2 separate regions of the Sus scrofa genome follow, and region 2 is linked to region 1. Evidence: chromatin contacts called from public HiChIP or PLAC-seq data. All regions are on one chromosome and are shown on one strand. The core of a region is the stretch at or near the end of the contact, and the rest is flanking DNA. Distances in the headings are between cores, read along the strand shown. Region 1 overlaps LOC110255610 (a long non-coding RNA gene). Region 2 has its middle 160 kb from the start of ZCCHC6.

Evidence for each region. HiChIP or PLAC-seq counts read pairs in DNA pulled down with a chosen protein or histone mark.
Region 2: an H3K27ac HiChIP or PLAC-seq map of skeletal muscle shows a contact between it and region 1. The contact joins two enhancer-like sites. A contact is called at or near these places in 2 of 47 Hi-C or Micro-C datasets (embryonic fibroblasts and liver) and 1 of 2 datasets of contacts at active chromatin or transcription factors (skeletal muscle).

Annotation. Positions count from the first base shown.
Region 1 is chr10:28,581,743-28,585,167 of Sscrofa11.1, forward strand. The region is part of intron 1 of LOC110255610 (a long non-coding RNA gene); the gene reads left to right. Among named protein-coding and RNA genes, the nearest start is that of GAS1, 74 kb to the left of the region's middle. Within about 2 kb of position 1,864, at least 25 of the 83 cell types and tissues checked have an H3K27ac peak or open chromatin away from gene starts, as enhancers often do. A contact at or near this core is called in skeletal muscle, where this site is marked.
Region 2 is chr10:28,829,672-28,833,096 of Sscrofa11.1, forward strand. No RefSeq gene overlaps it. Among named protein-coding and RNA genes, the nearest start is that of ZCCHC6, 160 kb to the right of the region's middle. Within about 2 kb of position 1,675, at least 12 of the 83 cell types and tissues checked have an H3K27ac peak or open chromatin away from gene starts, as enhancers often do. A contact at or near this core is called in skeletal muscle, where this site is marked.

The DNA of each region.
Region 1 (3,425 bases), core at 614-3,113:
TAGATCAGTGCCTGAGATGTAAAAGGCATTCAACAAATACTGGGGGAATGAATGAATGCATGCATGCATGCATTGAAGACTCAAGCATGGGGTTTCTACTCTGTGTGGTTGACAGGGGGATTCCATGCTCATTATTGGAACATGCTGCTGGGGAATTCAGCCAGACTGGAAGATTTTCATCTTGAAATCTTGGTGGGCAGAGTACAATGGAAGATGTGCGTTCTTTTGACTGCTGTTTTTATTTCTGAGATGTGTTCCTAGAAGCTTTGCTAGGTGTCTCCTTTCCCTCTTCATAAATAGAGGGAGTGGACTTATGGTGTTTGTTTTCAAGGAAAGGGAGAATGTGTCCTTGGCTTTTCCAGGGCCACCTACATTTTACAGAGTAGCCAGGCAACCAGTACATCTTGGTTATTTGATTTAGAAAAATATTCACAGCCAATATTCTCTGAGGCTTAGAAAGTCCACGGATGTAAACAAATTTTTTTTTTTTTCTCAGCTCAGTCTCCGAATGGAAAGAAGCAAGGGTAAAATGCCATGTAATTGGTTTTTCTGGATCTGACATGATGGGGCCAAGGTGGATGGACTCTTGCGTTTTCCACCTCTAGGCTCCAGGAGGGGCACCTCTTGAATGGGCTTGCCTGGCCAATGCTGGCCACTCAGTGCCAGGAGAGGAGGAAAACAGGAGGCCCCCGGCAAATGGCCACTCCAGCCCAACCAAGATGGCAACCTGGGGCAGAAAGGGGTCCTGCCATGCCCTCGTGCCTTGGCTCACAACACCCCGGAAAGGAAGGCACGCCTTTTATCACCTCTTATTATAGATATGCACATACTCAGGTAGACAGCCAAAATTTATTCACTACATTTTTTCACTAAATAACCGGGGGAGATGGGAACAGAGTGAGGACTATTTGACTCTGGATCCCATTCCCTTAGTACAGAGTCTGGCATACTAACAGATGTTGCCCAATGTTTTTGAAGGTGGGAGTGACCAACCAGTCCTGGTCTGCCAAGATGTTATTGATTTTAACAGTGAACTCCAGATGTCCATGACAACTGGATGGTGGGGTCACTCTGTTCATAATGCCACAGAGTTGCTCACCAACTGGCAGAATTCTGAATTACGTTCGGTTTCCCTCTTGCAAATCTGGGTATCGTCCGTCTCATCAACCTGGGGGCATAAGATTTGCCAGAAGCAGACAAAGAAGTTTCTATTGTAAAAAAATCAATGTCTTTCTCGGACTGTTGGAAAATTCTTTGTTTTGTTTTTCGAATACCTGTCCGAATGATCAGTCAGCATGAAAAACTGAAAGCTTGTGAGTAGAAAAGAACAAACCCCAATAAGAAGCATGACAAATGATTTCAGTTACAGGGCTCATAGATTGCTTTCCTTCTCCAAAGTTATTTGCCAGGTGACTTATTGCAAACATACTGGCCAGTATGAAGGGATCCGAGGTTGTAGGTTGAATACTTTGATGTGAGAAGATAATTTTACAAGAAATAAATGACAGGGGAAAAAAAGATCATCAGAAATGTTCTCCTGCTCCCTTTCAGAAACAAGAATAAAATAGAGATTTGACCAAAGAAATATCCTGCCACTTAGCAATTCTGTTTTAAAATCCATTGTGCATTTGCAGAATTTCCTCAAATGAAATGCCACAATAAAGAATGCCCATTTTACAGTCCTAAACATATTTAATATACTGTTTTTACAACAGCTGTTGCTTTCACAGAACTTTAACCCTGTTGTGTAAATGCATCACCAGGAAAACACTCAGGTTGTCATGGAGACAACCTTAGCCAAGGCCCTTTGCTTGGTTGAACTGGTGTCAGCTTTCAGCCTCCCTGCATTCCAGTCTGGCATCAACCCCAGGCTACAGCTCAGACTTCATTAGAGGCCCTGATGAAGGACAGCACCGGAATCCGAAGCAATGACTAGAACTGTCTGACCGCTTTCTATCAACACACCTGATAGGAGAACTGAAAATTAATTCCAGAGGGAACGATGGTATTAATCAAGATTTTCTGGCATCTTCCTTGAAGAACGCCTGATCGATCCAGCTGTCGTTTTCTAGCTCATTTTAGGCCCACCTTTGTCTCAGCAGGGAGAGATAGCATTACAGCTGACATTTGGAAGATTATTTAAAGTATTGGGTGACAGAGGCCCCAAGTGTAAAGCCAAATTTTCAGTGTTCCTCAAAGAACTGGTGAAATTTCTATCACCCCATGAAGAAAATATAGAACCACAGCGGCATTAACTTCTGCCTGCTAACAACCCATGATAGCATCTTCTAGAAAATGTTGAATACTTTGACTTTAGCCGAAACAGAGCTTGAAGGGAAAGTGCAAAATCCATTGAATAAAAAGCAAAATTGATGGTAAGTGGTCCTTCTTGCAAAGCCTTGCAAAAGAGAGGGAAATGAAGTCCTATCTTGGCTAACCACTTCAGAGAGAAAATAAAAACAAAATACTTCTAAAATGGTTAGGTTTGGAGTTCCCGTCGTGGCTCGGTGATTAACGAATCTGACTAAACCATGAGGTTTTGGGTTCGACCCCTGGCCTTGCTCAGTGGGTTGAGGATCCAGCATTGCTGTGAGCTGTGGTATAGGTTGCAGAAGTAGCTCAGATCTGGCGTTGCTGTGGCTGTGGTGTAGGCTGGCGGCTACAGCTCTGATTAGACCCCTAGCCTGGGAACCTCCATATGCCATGAGTGCGGCCCTAGAAAAGACAAAAAAAAAAAAAAAAAAAAAAAAAAGAGCCTTGGCTCAGTAACAGGTGTGTCACAGTTGAGGTTACTTTACTTAATGGGCCGTAGCTGATATTCCAAACAAGATGTTTCAGAAATCTGTGGCATCATAAGAATTGTGAAATAGTAAGCAATGGCTTATTTGTCCTCTGTTCAAAGAGCTTAGTTAAGGCTCTGTTCTCATTGCCTCTAGGGCTTGATGTGACAGGGCTGAAGCTGAGAAAAAAAAATAAATGTTGATTTCCTGGCTTTAGCTTCCCAAATCCTGATCCCTGAGGCAAATACAAAGGGCTCCAATGGAGAGTAAATGCTTGGTCAAAACAAGACTATGAGCAGAGCTTCCTGCCGAACCCAGAACTTCTTTTTTTTTTTTTTTTTGTCTTTTTGCTATTTCTTTGGGCAGCTCCCGCAGCATATGGAGGTTACCAGGCTAGGGGTCTAATCGGAGCTGTATCCACCGGCCTACACCAGAACCACAGCAACGCAGGATCCGAGCCGCGTCTGCAACCTACACCACAGCTCACGGCAACGCCGGATCCTTAACCCACTGAGCAAGGGCAGGGACCGAACCCGCAACCTCATGGTTCCTAGTCGGATTCGTTAACCACTGCGCCACGACGGGAACTCCCAAACCCAGAACTTCTATGATTTCCCCGACTGAAGCAGATGATATGAAGAGGGA
Region 2 (3,425 bases), core at 425-2,924, 250 kb after region 1:
TTGTTCTTTCCAGCTTCTAGAAGCTTCCTGCATTCCTTGGCTTGTGGCCCAACATGGCTCCATCTTCTGCTTCCATGGTCACATCTCTCTCTCTGATCTTCCTGCCTCTTTATAAGGACAATTGTGATTACACTGAGCCACCTGAATAAGCCAAGATAACTCCCGTCTTAAGATCCTCAACTTAAAGACATCTGGGGATTAGAGCAGGAGCATCTTTGGGGACCATTATTTTAGCCTACCACAAAAAAAAAAACCCACTATTTTCAGAGGAAAATAAATATTTCTTGGAGGCAATGGTGTCATGCTGAGATGACAAAAAGGAAGTGAATCCCCTTAATTTCCTATGGTTTCCAACTTCTTGGCAAGAAGATGGACCCCCAGGTTAATAAATTTGGGACCCATGACCCCCTCTCCAGCCCCCATAAGCTAATCATCACTATTTCCCCAAGGTGTCCAGGGCTCATGGCTTGTTCCAATGTTATAACATTCAATCACTCAACAAATATTATCAAGCATGAGCTTTATGTAGAAGCAATAATCTAGTCATCCAGGATACATCCGTGAACCAAACAATTGCAAGTTCTTACCCTCAAAGAATTTCTGTGCTAGAGGTGCTAGAGGGGAAAGCATACAATAAGCCAAATAAAGAAGAAAATTATTCAGCGTGTTTCAAAGTGGTTAATTGCTGTAAAGAAAAAGAAAGTAGAAAAGAGGGATAGCAGTGCCTATAAATTAGTTGCAGTGCTGAAGTCTTGGCCGAGTAGATCGCATCTGAGCCAAGACTTGAAGGATGTGAAGGAGGAAGCCACACTTTTCTTAGATTCCCTAAAAATAATACTAATAATAATAACAATTAAAAAAAACCAACAGCTAATAATGCAAAGGCCCCTTGGAGGAGCAGCCTGGGCGCTGGGCGCAGATGGAGGCCAGCTGCACTGCAGGAGATTCAGAAGGGGGCAGTTCAGAAGACAGTTCCTAATGGGAGGGCCAGCTGGAGGATGCCTTGTCACATTGGGGATTACAGGACTGTGAGCTCCAGACAGCAGGATGTGCTCATTCTCTTTGGGGTCCTGGCACCTTGCACCAGTTGCATCCCCAGACCACTGTTAGCACTTGAGAAACACAGCTGGAGAGAACCTCTGCTGGAGGCATCTTCACTGCACACTGTACCTTCCCTTCTGCATCCAAGACAGAGGTCTGGGATACCTGTCACCAGACTGTGCAGGAAACCACCCTTGAAGCTAAGAAGTAGGGGTTGAGGTTACATGGGCCAGAATCTTGTGCGCTCAGCCGCAGCCTCTGCCTCCCGCTCTGCCGCTCACCGCCCCCCCACCCTTGCTCCCCCGAGCCAATGCCATCTCACGTCGCCGCAAAGCCCTGGCAGAGCCCTGGTCCTTCCGTCCCCTGCGAAGGACACAGGCTCAGTTGCACTCAGAGAGAATGGAAGAATGTGGGGTGGGGCAGGGAGGTGTAAGAAGGTGGGGGGTTTTGGGGGGAGAGGTGAGGAACAGATGCGGCTGGTCTGGGGGACTGGCAGCGGGAGGCGAGAGGACGTTGGGACCCGTTTGTCCCAGTGCTGCGGAGTAACAAAGGGTTAAGCGATTTGCATTACTGTATTTGTGTGCAGCCTCGGAGGCTGGGAGCTGCGCCTGGGTGGTCCGGTACAGTCTCAGGCAGCGACCTATTAGTGGTATCACGGCGTGATTTATGCAGCTGTCAAGCTGCCTTCACCAGGACAAGTGAACTGCGGGCACCGGCCGGTGGCCGTGCTCCTTCCGAGCGGAGAAGTAAATGGGGGCCAAAGAGAAAGGAAAACAGCCCAAGGTGCCTCCCCTCATCCTCTGGGGCCTCTAATGACGAGTCCCCTCTATAGAAAAACATCCAGCTGCCCACAGGAGACCGACTCACAGAGCCTCACTGTCTGCCACGGCGGGCGGGCCTGGCAGGGAGCCACCACGGATGGGCCGGGAGAGGCCCGGCGGACAGACGGACAGACAGGCGTACGGACAAACGGACAGCCCCGTGTGGCTCAAACACGAACACGGGGCCTGCTTTTCAGGCACGAGGGTGATGGTGGCAATGCCAGGGTTGGACTGTCGTCCTGCGGCCAGCGAAGCACTGTCACGCGAAGATGTTCCCATGAGGTCCCGAAGCAGCAGGGTCCTCCAGCAAGAGCCTCACCGCCTCCCCCGCACCCCGCCTCGCGCCCCGCCGCCCCGCCCCACACAGCGCAGGCACAGGGACCCCGGGGAGATGCCCCATCCGGCTAAGCATCCTGCAGTTGAGCGTGACACGCCCCCCCCCACCTTGACCCGTGCCCCTCCAGCCTTGTTCTGTTCCTAACACATATGCAGACACCTGCACACACACACTCCTGCACACATACACACACAGAGAAACCGGCACAGAAATCCTTACACACACTCCTACATGCAGCTGTACACACATCCCTACACACCCCTACATACACACACATACACACCTATGCACCTGTTATCCACAGAGGCCGTGGCCCCAGAGAAGAGGGCTAGCTCTCTTATTCATTGTTTGATTGACAGTAGAGTAGCCCCGGACATGTGTAAAACTTTAGGGGTCTGGGAGAGAGAAAAAGAAGACTGGAGAAAGAGCGCGCACAGCAGCAGCACTGCCCTCCTTAATAACGCCAGGGACTTTTCTTTAAAGGACCTCTTTTCTCTCTGCTGCCAACTAGCATGTGGGGCATTGTGTCTGGGCGACAACAGTGGAAGGCAGGTGCTCCCTATGGGATTTGGTTCCCAGCCAGGCCATTTCGGAGGTTGGGGGTTGGGCAGAGGCGAATTCCTGATTGTGGCTAAAGCAGAGGAAGAGCTGCGAGCAGGGACGAGGCAGGAGGTGTCCTAATTCCCACCTATCTCTTTCAAGTCCTCTGCCTGCCCTTGACCGTGTGGACCCCCGTGCTTCCGTGGTGGGGGTGCCCTGCAGAGGAAATCGCCTGGCTGGACTCAGCCAGACACAGGTGGCCCCCGGCAGCTGCACGTCCCTAGGTATCTCGCCTTGGCAAAGCTCCGTGGACTTGGTCATTTCACAGTTCTAACAGCACAGGCGGGAAGGCACAATGGCATTTTTAACAGGCTTCCTGTTTGTTCAGTTAGGAAGCTGCTAAACTGCCCCATTTCAAAATGGTGTCTGGGGGGTAAATGTGCCAACTCGCCTCCCAACACCTGACCCGCCTCCTCCTTGCCCATTCAGCCGGAAGTTTAAAAGGTTGACAGTTTTGTTTAGGCCATGGCAGCACTTGTATTTCCCGCTGCCAGGGGCCTCTTAAGGACCCTCGTGCCCTTCTGTTTTCCATGGCACCATTCTTCTGTGCTGGTCTGGGCATAAAGGGAACAGCTGCACTGGAAGCCAGGGCTGTAGCAGGCTTGGCCAACAGTCCTCGTATAATT